Linked DNA regions of Gossypium arboreum: region 1 is linked to region 2. Evidence: chromatin contacts called from public Hi-C data. All regions are on one chromosome and are shown on one strand. The core of a region is the stretch at or near the end of the contact, and the rest is flanking DNA. Distances in the headings are between cores, read along the strand shown.

Region 1 (5,487 bases), core at 1,089-3,588, 110 kb after region 2:
TTTACAACTTTTACAAATAGGTCATTTTTAGGTGTTTTCATGAGAAATCACTTAGTAAAAGTTGTTTATCACACATCAACCTTTCATAATCTACCATGAAACATCAAAATTCATGCATGTCACACATGGTTCAAACCCTAGACATCAACCCTAGCTCAAATAAATGGTAGAAATGGCTAGATCGATAGAAAACAACTTTAAAAATGTAAAGAACATTAAAAATGGGGCTAGGATGTACTTACTATCAAGCTTGAAAGTGACAAAACCCTAGCTATGGAGTCCCTTATGAAATTTAGCCAAGGGTTGAAGAAGATGGACAAATTTTGGCTTTGTTTTCCCTTTTTATTCTTTTATTTACCAAATGACCAAAATGCCCTTTTTACTAAACTTTAAAATTTTACCTATTCATGTCTTTTTTTGTCCATAAAAATAGAAATTGGTCAAATTACTATTTATGGATCTCTAGTTAATAATCCATAGCTATTTCATGCTTAAAGCTTCTAGAATCACATATTTTGCAACTTTTGCAGTTTAGTCCTAAAAATCAAATTGGACACTTTATCAACAAAATTTCTTAATGAAACTTTCATACAATCATGCAATATATATCATAGCCCCCAACACATTCATAAAATAATTATTTCTACTTCAGATTTGTGGTCTCGAAACCATTATCCCGACTAGGCCCAAAATTAGGATGTTACACAGACACAGATCCTAAATGTGCTAGAGCCTCGTCTACACTACAAAAGCTTCCTTACCAAACATAAATAGTTCTTTATGGCCAAAGAGTAAGAAATGTTAAATCCAAATGAAAAAGGAAAAATTTGAAAGGTTGAATACTAAAATTGTGAATGCTTTCTAACATTCCATTGCTTATTGTGAAAGAAGAATTATAAAAAATTGTAGATTTGAACTCGAATTATGCAACGAACACGAACGAAAACTGAGAAAATTGGACACAAATATTTATGTGGAAAACCCCTCCGAAGAGGATAAAAAACCACGGGTAAGGAAAACTTCACTAAAACCAGCAAAAATCGAAAGGGGAGTACAAGATGAAGAAAAAAATAAACCTTGAACTCGAAATACAAAAATTTCCTGAAATTCTCACAAACTCTCTTAATTTTGTTGTTGTTATTCTAAACTATCTAGGGTTGCTAAAAAGGCTATTTATAGGCTGAATTTCTTGTACAAATATGACTAAAACATCCCTAGAATAATTAGAGTTAGACTGGGAAAATACAATAGAGTTTAACTAAGAGAAGAAACCCGATTTAAGTAAGGAGCACGTCGTACATTGTGTTCAGCTCATCGGGACGCCAGGCATCACATCGTCGGGACGATGAGTTCTTCTCGTCAGGAGGCGGTGTGGCGTGTCATTGTCGGCTCTTTCTCATCACTATCGTCACAACATCAGCTTTATTTTATTCGAAATACGAGGCACACTTCACAAAAATTAGTTGCTAAAATATTTTGTGAGTTGTCATTGTAAAGTTGTTTTTTTACCATAAAAATTATATAAAAATTATATTGTCCATATAATTTCTAACATAATTTTAAATTTTGGTATGAAAGCTCTGCGAGCAAATACTTAAATCAATATAAGCTTTTGTTGTAACACTAAAATTGAACATAATTTAAATCTCATCATTTGTAATTTATTATTGGTTTTATTTTAAAATATACGGAGAAAAGTATTATTGTAAGAATATAACTTATTTCAGTTATGTAAGAATAGTTTACTAATTTTCTTAATTAAATTAATATTCGTGGATTCGTGACACTAACTTAATCAATAGTTTAAATAATAATATAAATGTTTATTTTTCATTTTAGTAAAATACAAATATTAAATTCTAATTAATGAAAGTAAAAAAAATTCTTAGCGGTCATAAAATTTTCATAATCTAGAAGGATGGAGCATGGAATTAGACCACACGTTTTGAATATTTTGTGAAGATTAATTACATTGGGTTTATTATTTAGGGTGAAAATTTGACAAATTTTTACATTGAAGTTTGATTTTTTTCAAGAACTTGGAAATTGTTCACACAATAAAGTCATGAAATTTTTTTGGTTCAAATTAATATTTATAATTGATAATTATTCTCGTATTGATATTTTAAATTTTTATTAACTAAGTTAACATTTATTTTTCTTTAAAAAGTTAGACTAAAAAAGGGTTTAGGTGTTAACGTGGGAATAATTTCCAAATACATGGATTAACTTAAATAAAAAACCTTCAGTCCAAATGTGAAAACAATTATTAAGTTACAGAACTAAATAGTGAATTAACCCATTATAATTTGTAGTCCTTCACTTTCAGTTCATATTTAACAGGTAAAAGGTGCTCAACGCCAATTGTACTTCCTCGGCGGGAAAGCGATATTTTTGGGGCCAAAATATATATCCATATATAAAAAAAGAAAGCCACAGCTCACCTCTCCCTCCAAATTCCCCCAAATCCCCATTTAAAACCCTAAACTCTGGTTTTTGTTTCCTTTCTCTCCTCCCCATAACCCCACATTTCCACGCCCCAACAGTTCCTCCCATCGATGGCATTTCCCGAAAAAGGAGATGAGGAAGACGCCGACACTCCGATTCGCTACGTTTCCTTGGACCGTGTCTACTCCTCCGCTTCTCTTTGCGTAAGCGCCACTAACTCATCCAACGTCATGTCCAAGAAGGTCAAAGCTCGTAAACTCATCGTCGACAACGATCACCCCCTCAAAACCCACAATCCCCCGGTCGTGCATGTCTACTCTCGCCGCCTTAAAAGGCCTCGCCAATGCGTCTCTTTCTACGACTCCTTGCTCGAAGGAGAGAGCCAAAAAACAGCCATCAAAAGTGAAATTGATGAGAGTTTGAGGAAAAAGAGGAGGATTGGGAGTAATGAGTTAGCCAATTTAGGGATTGATTCGAGTGTTTTGTGTCAGTCGGATCGCCCGCGTTTGAGGGATTGTAGAAATAATTGTAGTGTGAATAATAATGTGAATAGTAATTCTATTAAGAAAAGGAAGCATAATTCTACTCTGAACTCTCAGCGGGGTTTCACTGCTTCTGCTACTGCTAAGAAATGGGTCAGGTCAGTTTTTCTTTGTTCTTATTTTTTTCAAAATCAAGTATTTGCTACTGACTCTTGTTCCCTTATGCGAGACAAAAAATTCGATTTGGGTGCAATGCGAACACACACACATGCATGATTTAATGTGATATGAGACTATTGATTTGGAATTGTCGTTGCTGCTATACAATATATATGGTTTTTTTTTTTTGCTTTATTTATAAGCAATCATGATTTTGCTTTCTGACATTTTTTTTTGGAGTGGAAACCAAAGTAGCTAAAGCAATAGCTAAAAGTCAATAGTAAATTGGGTTTAGATGGCTGCAAGCTTGATGCAAAAGGCATTTGTTTGAGTTTTTCCTCCTTTCTCGTTTCTAAATACAGATTATATATTTGCTTATATTAACCGGAAAAGTTGTAACTTGAATAGGTTGAGTTTTGATGGTGTTGATCCAAAAGCATTCATTGGATTGCAATGCAAGGCAAGCATTTTGATGCCTCTTTGAAGTTGCAACTTTTAGACATTTCATTTACATACGTCTTGACATAAATTTTTATGGATTACAGGTTTTTTGGCCTTTGGATGCTGATTGGTACTTGGGTCGAGTTGTTGGGTACAATTTGGAGACTAATAGACATCATGTATGCCTGTCATATTATTTTTAGCATTTTCACTCTATATGATATAGAATTTATTTTGGCATTTAATGGTGTAAAAGATACTTTATTTCATGGACCAGTTTGTTCATTATTTGACAAATTCAAATGCAGGTTGAATATGTTGATGGAGATGAGGAGGATTTGATTCTTTCTAACGAGAGACTGAAGTTTCATGTTTCTCATGAAGAGATGGAGCGCTTGAACTTGAGTTTCAGTGTTGATAGTACAAAAGATGATGACCATGATTATGATGAGATGGTTGCATTGGCTGCCAGTCGAGATGACTGTCAAGAACTTGAACCTGGGGATATTATATGGGCAAAACTTACTGGTTTGTGCTAAATCCATCTGATTCATATTATGTTAATCAGACATAGTTACAAGTTACTATAGAAGGTGTTTTAATGTCATGACATGAAATGTTAAGGATTGTCCACTTGTCATTGATTATTGGCTATGATATGTTTTGGGGTAATTTGTTTGAGGTGAACCTGGTAGTTGGGACATATTTGTGAGGACTACTTCATTCATAGTCTCCAATGGTCATATGCTTTAGTTTTTTGTAGCAGTTCATTTTTTCTGTATCTATGAATTCTATCATTTTTTGTTGTAGCGTTTGCATACGTCAGCCAAGTAATGCATATTGATTTTTTCTATACGGTTTTGCAATTTTCTTCAGATTTTGAGAACAGGTCTTTGTATATCTCTGGGTTCTGGTGCTATAAATATATCTTAATGTTTTTAGTAATGAGTTAAATTCCTTTTGAGTCAATACCAATTTGTCTGTATATTTTTCATAAGCTTATCTTTTAAGCTTTTAGTGCAGGTCACGCAATGTGGCCAGCAATTGTGGTAGATGAATCACTTCTTGGTGACCGTAAAGGTTTGAGCAAGATTTCTGGTGGAAGATCAGTTCCAGTGCAATTTTTTGGCACCCATGATTTTGCAAGGTTTATACGTATTTTAATCTTGCGAGACATATAAGGTTCTTGTTTTACATGGATGCTAGACTTATATCTCTTGATAGCTGATTTCCTCAGTTCCTTTTGTAATTGTCAGAATCAAATTGAAACAGGTGGTCTCATTTCTTAAGGGACTTCTTTCATCATTCCATCGAAAGTGCAAGAAACCTCGTTTTTCTAGGGGCTTGGAGGAAGCCAGACTGTAAGTTATTTTTATTTGGTAGGAAGTTCATTAGTTCAAGTTATGAAAAAGAATGTAGTAAACAATTATCTTTTCTTCAAATATATATGCTGTTCTGGTTCCAATGAGATTAACATGTCTTTAGCAACTGTTTCCACTGTCTGCTCACACCTTTTCCATTTGTAAAGCATAGCCTAGGCTAACATTGTGAATGAATTGAAAATGATGCTCATCTAAGCTAATTGCATAAGCCTCCTAATCATATTTGCTCCAGTTCTTCACTTTTATGCTTTTGCTTGTAGCCCTGGGGACTGTTATCCTATTTAAATGATCCATTGGCGTTTATGCTTTTGATTATTACTTTAAGTTTGGTTCAATGGAATCAATCTCTTTATTCTCCTTTGTGGTACCCTCTCTCTTTCTAGTTGTACCATTCCCTTAAAATTTTGTTTCAATAAATATGCCTTTGAAAGTTACATATACAATAATAGCATAGCTTTTTACTCTTGCAATTTTGTGCAAGAGCTAATAGTTAGATGCTTCCATCTTTTCGTACGAACAGCTTTCTTTGTGAACAGAAGCTTCCAAGAAGAATGTTACAACTGCAAAATGGAATT
Region 2 (5,087 bases), core at 1,441-3,940:
TTAGACTTTGACCAGTCCAGTATTTGAACCAGTTTTGGTGTTAAATAGCAGACTTGTCTGTTTCTTCTCTTATGCACTTGGTTTTGAAGGGTTTTTAATCTTTTTGTTGTATATGATTTATCATTATTTTTTGGATGTCTCAGATTCGATAGAGAAAGCAAAAAGAGTATGGGCAAAGGGTATTTTGTGTGGCTGATGGTTGGCTATGGATTTGGTGAGTGTGCATGCACCATCGTTCTCTAAGCTATTGTTTTTTTCTTTACTATAGTCAATAATAGTTTCATAGAACTTGCTCTCAAGTTTAAAACGAGATTGGCTGATTTTTTTGTTTTTCTTTGCAATTTCTGGTCGTCTAATTTACCTGCAAATGTTTTCAGTGATGCTTTTAGCCTGCATTGTTCTATGATTTCAGATCATGACATTTTTATCCAATGCAAATGCAAGTCTTCAGGCCAACATTGCTTAGTTATGTAATTATATTTGATTAGATTTTAATATCCGATTATAACATTACCTGCAAAGAGAGTTTTGTGATTTATTGGCATGTAAGTACGAGAAGTATTGGAATTACTTTTATTTGTTTCAAAATCATACCAAATTAAAACCTGAATATATTTGCCTGTTGAATTACCTACTTTATCATATCAAGTTGATTTTTTTTTTCTGGAATACATATGGTTTTATGCTGAAGAAGTTTCCTCTTGAAGGGAAAATTGGAAAAGGATCAGACCATCATTAACACACATGTAGACATGTAATGTTACCATTAGGTTCTAGTTTTTGAAATGTGATTGTTGATCTAGGGAAACGAATTTGTATATTTTCATGCATCATGTAGGTTGCTCGGTGTCATGGTCCTAAGAGGAGCAATGAATCCCATATCGATGTACTAGGGTTGGTCTTGAGATATGTGTGTTCATGCTACTTTCAACCTGTAAGGTGCCTTTTGTGGACAAAATTGTAAGGCCCAATGGGCCGAAGCAAACATTACCTTGCAAGTTGTGTGGGGGAGGATGTCATGGTTCTAGAGAGAAACCATGAATTTTGCATCCGCTGTATATTAGATTTGGTCTTGCAATATAAGTGTTTACACCACCTTCTTGAAGCCTTTTTTTAGGCAAAACCGTGAGGCCTAATGGATCGAATTGGACAATACCTTGCAGGTTGGTGTGGACTGTGACAACATGTTATATTCTGTAACTTGAAAGTACGAAATAACCTTGTTTTTGTGTGTTTTTGTATTTAGTTGGTTGGAAAGCTAGTTTGATAAGAACAAAATAACAAAGCTATATACTGGTACTTAGTAGTTTCAATTCACATATTGCAGGCCTCTTCTTTACATACCTAGGCTTATACCTGATGAACGGGAACGGTCAGCCAGCACTCCTCTATCTCGTTCCTTGTACACTAGGTAACGAAAGTTTACGATTCCACCCCAGCAGGCTACTTCTTGTAGCTTGCTTGTCTGAAAGGATGTTATATCCGTTCTTGTTTTAAACTCTTTTCTTTCCTTTCCCTTTCTCTTTCATGATTTGTTTCTTTTTCTTTTTCAGGAGTTACAGTTGTATTAGCTGCAATAAGAGGAGATTTGAAAGCGCTCTGGGGTTACAGCAGCAAGTCATCTGCCATGATAAATCCCACTGCAGAAGTTTGAAACCTGTAATTTTCTTCAAAGTGGCAATCCTGATCATCCAAAACTAACTAATGGTTTAAAAAGATGGTTACGGTGCTATCTATACAAGGAGTACAGGGTCGACGAAAAGTCACGGCTTAAGTTTTTTAAGGTCAACTTGCCATTCTAATTTACATTCCTGTCTCTTGTATTGTATATGTAGTGATGATCACATTGCTGCTAATGTTGTAATATTCTGGAATTTATAATGATTGTCATATTTTGTTTCAGCAAAAATTGTGGGCAGACAGATGTTACTTACATAACTTCCACTTTAAGGTAATTTGCCTACTTTTTTATTTTTTATTTTTTATTTTATTTTGTCAATTTATATTTAACTTATGCCATTGCCGACATGGAGTGGCATGTTGTACAAAGTTGTGATAAGAGAAGACTATAATTATATATATAAATATATTCATTTATGTTCCTTCGATTATGACGAGTATAAATTCAATTAGAGTTTATTTATTTAGAAAATGGGTGAACCAAACATAAATGTCTAAGAAATATAGTAAAAATCCAAGACGAAACTACAAGGATGCTAGTAATTTCGTTTAAAGAAATAGTAGATTAGAAAAGGCAGAATGAGAGAAAAGGGGAAGGTGAGGCCAATGGAACAAGTGGCAATGGCAATGCCTATTGAAGGTTCCAACACTGCATTAGAGCCTGCCCTGGAAGAAACAACCATGGCTGCCATTGTGAAAACAGTTAAGCCATCCGTCACTAGAATGCATTTTAGAACCAAGGAAAATGAAGACGCTGAGAAAGTGAAGGAAAATGGCTAGGAGTGAGGATACAAATGCCATCGCATTTGTCATAACGAAGGTTTTAAAGGCGGAGTTGTGACTCAATATTGCAGTGCCCTCAACGACAGTGCCCTTATCATCAGCCTTGTATACACCAGGTACGGCAATGGCAGCAGTGAATGCGACGGTTGCTACAAGCGCTGCCATCAACAAATGGGTTTCTCTCAATTTATCTACTACTTCCTTCAAGGTCGAGGGATTATTATCCTTCCCCATATTCTAACGGAAGGATTTGTGAGGTCGGATCCCTTCCACGCCTGCATTATTCCCTATTTCTTTCAATATTTCGCGCATCTGTTTCTGCAATATCAAATTATATGGAATAAAATATTTATATCAGTGACACTCTTTAAACACCACGGTAAAAACGAAACCAATTAAAAGGTTTTAATTTTCTTTTCAAGTATTTTCCATTTTGTCTGTATATATTCAGTAGACCCATTCACCTACTTATTTTCTTAATTGGGATCCGAATCGGCCATTGATTTTTCGAACCCTTTAAGTTCAAGGGAAGTTAACACATTAGACGAAGCAGCAGAGGGTCCAGAATGCAAAAACATGGAAAAGACATCCAACGGCGTGTTCCCATTGACATCCTTTTCATAGAAAAGATTCTGAATTGTGCTTCTGTGTCACATCGCTGCCCTGTAAAAGCGTACGAAATTCTCTCTTTCAAAGCCACCGCGGCATAGTGAAGGAAATTCCAGCCTCTTTCGTCCACGATTTCGCAGCTTGCGGGACAATGGGAGATTATGTGTTGCATGATGTTTGCGTTGCCTACCCAAGCTGCCATGTGAAGCTCCGTCATCTCTCTCTTTATCCCTTACGTAAGCTGCCGATGCATTCATTTCCAACAACTGTTCTACAGCTGAATAGCTGCCGAAATGCGCGGCGTAGTGAAACGGAGTCCGCCCTTTCTTGTCTGTTGCCGTTGTTAATTACTTTTTTGCTTTTACTAATCTTTCAATTGTTCCTATACCAAATTTTATATTGATACTTCAGTGTGTCTAATGCAAATGCTTTAAAAGAAACTCGATATTTTAGCTTACTTTTATTATCCCCGCCGCCTATGGCTGCATGCAAAGTGGTTATCTTCAGGGCCTCCATAATCTACAGATTTTCAATGATCCAATATCTCAGCCACCGCACCATAACTTGTCATGGCAGCTATGTAGAGTGGAGTCTCACCGCTTTTATTAGCAGACAATGAAAACTCAGGATCCAATTCCAATTCCTACACCAGCAGTCGCACCACATCAATGTCATCCAGAGGACATTCAACAGCCATATGGAAAGCAGTATTGTCCGCCTTATCCTTCATTCTCAGCATCGTCCTCCAACAGCTACCACTTGCTTCCGAATTCTCCAGGTCTTCATGTAGTTGTGGCATTACTTTGCCGCGTTCAATAAGGAATTTGACATTTTTGTAATGACCATGTCGAGCTGCAATATGCAATGGGATTTCTCCTGTTATCATTGGGTTCAAGCAACAGTGATGGGCACTTGTCCACCAGTTGTTCCGCGAAATGAAGGGAGAACTCTCCTTTGGGTTCCCAGTCCCGGTAACACAGGAACCTTATATAAGTTTTAAGTACTAGTTTGCATCCTACGGTTTATAGAGTAGATATGGAGAGCTGTGTTGCGCCTTCCGTCGAGCAGACAATGAAGATCGCCATGGTACTGTTAAAAAGTTCCATGTCACCATCTTCAGCGGCTTTTAATAAATCACAGTCCATAAAGGTGATAGCCTCTACTAGTGGCTGAGGCTGTTGAGAGGGAATAATTATGCATGAATCTTGCGCCATCATTGTACATTTAAAACTCTCTAACTATCCTGTAAGCCAAGGCAGGCACACCAATGTTTTTCTCAGGTAAACCATGGAATCCTCTTGCTTTTTTATACCTCTTCCTTCACTGCTATTTTTCCGATCACCTTTCTGTAAATTGCACTGTACAACTATTTGCCTGTAATATTTATCATTTTGTGGTTGGCTGAATAAGCCTTCGAGATGCTCCAATTAAACTAATAGGTTTAAGAGAAAAGCTGATGCATTAAGTGGAAACTTTGACAGAATTCTTTTATTATTATGTATCTCCTATCAGCTTTTAACTGTATATGGATATAAACCCAATCCATAAGTAGAATTTGATAAATGTGCTAGGAATTATATGAATCTCTGTAATTATTTTATATCTTCATTTAATAGTGGTCGTCTCGTTCTGTTGGTGTTATGAACAGAGTGCAAACAAGTTCAGCTTTGACTTGAGCAGCAAGACTCGAGACTTGAAGAAGAAACAAAAACAGAATTCAAGAACAGAATTGAAAGAAAAGGAAATAGTTGGAGTATATGGATGAAATCTGATAGATTTTCATTAAAAAACAAAGGCATTATGCCGTTACATACACCAGACAAGCTGGTCAATACAAACAAGTTTTCACCTAAACAACTACCTAACACCACTAAATTACATTGAAACTTGCTAAATTAACTTGTACATGTTGCTTTGCTGAATTTTCAGTCAATCAACACTTATTTACATCAAGAAAGAGTTACCAACTAAGTTCAATTCTAACTTAATTACAAAAATATGACTTGAAGTAACAA

The links. A called contact is a pair of places that touch in the nucleus more often than the background predicts.
Region 1: a contact with region 2 is called in a Hi-C map of leaf, with 2.6 times the contacts expected there. The contact joins the promoter of LOC108489447 here to the enhancer-like site in region 2. A contact is called at or near these places in 2 of 5 Hi-C or Micro-C datasets (both in leaf).

The regions. Positions count from the first base shown.
Region 1 is chr10:39,408,422-39,413,908 of ASM2569848v2, forward strand. It overlaps LOC108489447 (histone-lysine N-methyltransferase ATX2-like), which reads left to right and starts at 2,339. Exons shown (of 25, transcript XM_017794001.2): 1 at 2,339-3,088; 2 at 3,498-3,549; 3 at 3,635-3,709; 4 at 3,839-4,058; 5 at 4,554-4,677; 6 at 4,787-4,891; 7 at 5,433-5,487. The coding sequence starts at 2,559.
Region 2 is chr10:39,296,446-39,301,532 of ASM2569848v2, forward strand. LOC108489604 (signal peptide peptidase-like 5) reads left to right here. Exons shown (of 14, transcript XM_017794264.2): 12 at 144-214; 13 at 1,328-1,411; 14 at 1,554-2,108. The coding sequence ends at 1,654. Among protein-coding and RNA genes, the nearest start is that of LOC108489604, 14 kb to the left of the region's middle. Within about 2 kb of position 2,691, at least 2 of the 2 cell types and tissues checked have an H3K27ac peak or open chromatin away from gene starts, as enhancers often do. A contact at or near this core is called in leaf, where this site is marked.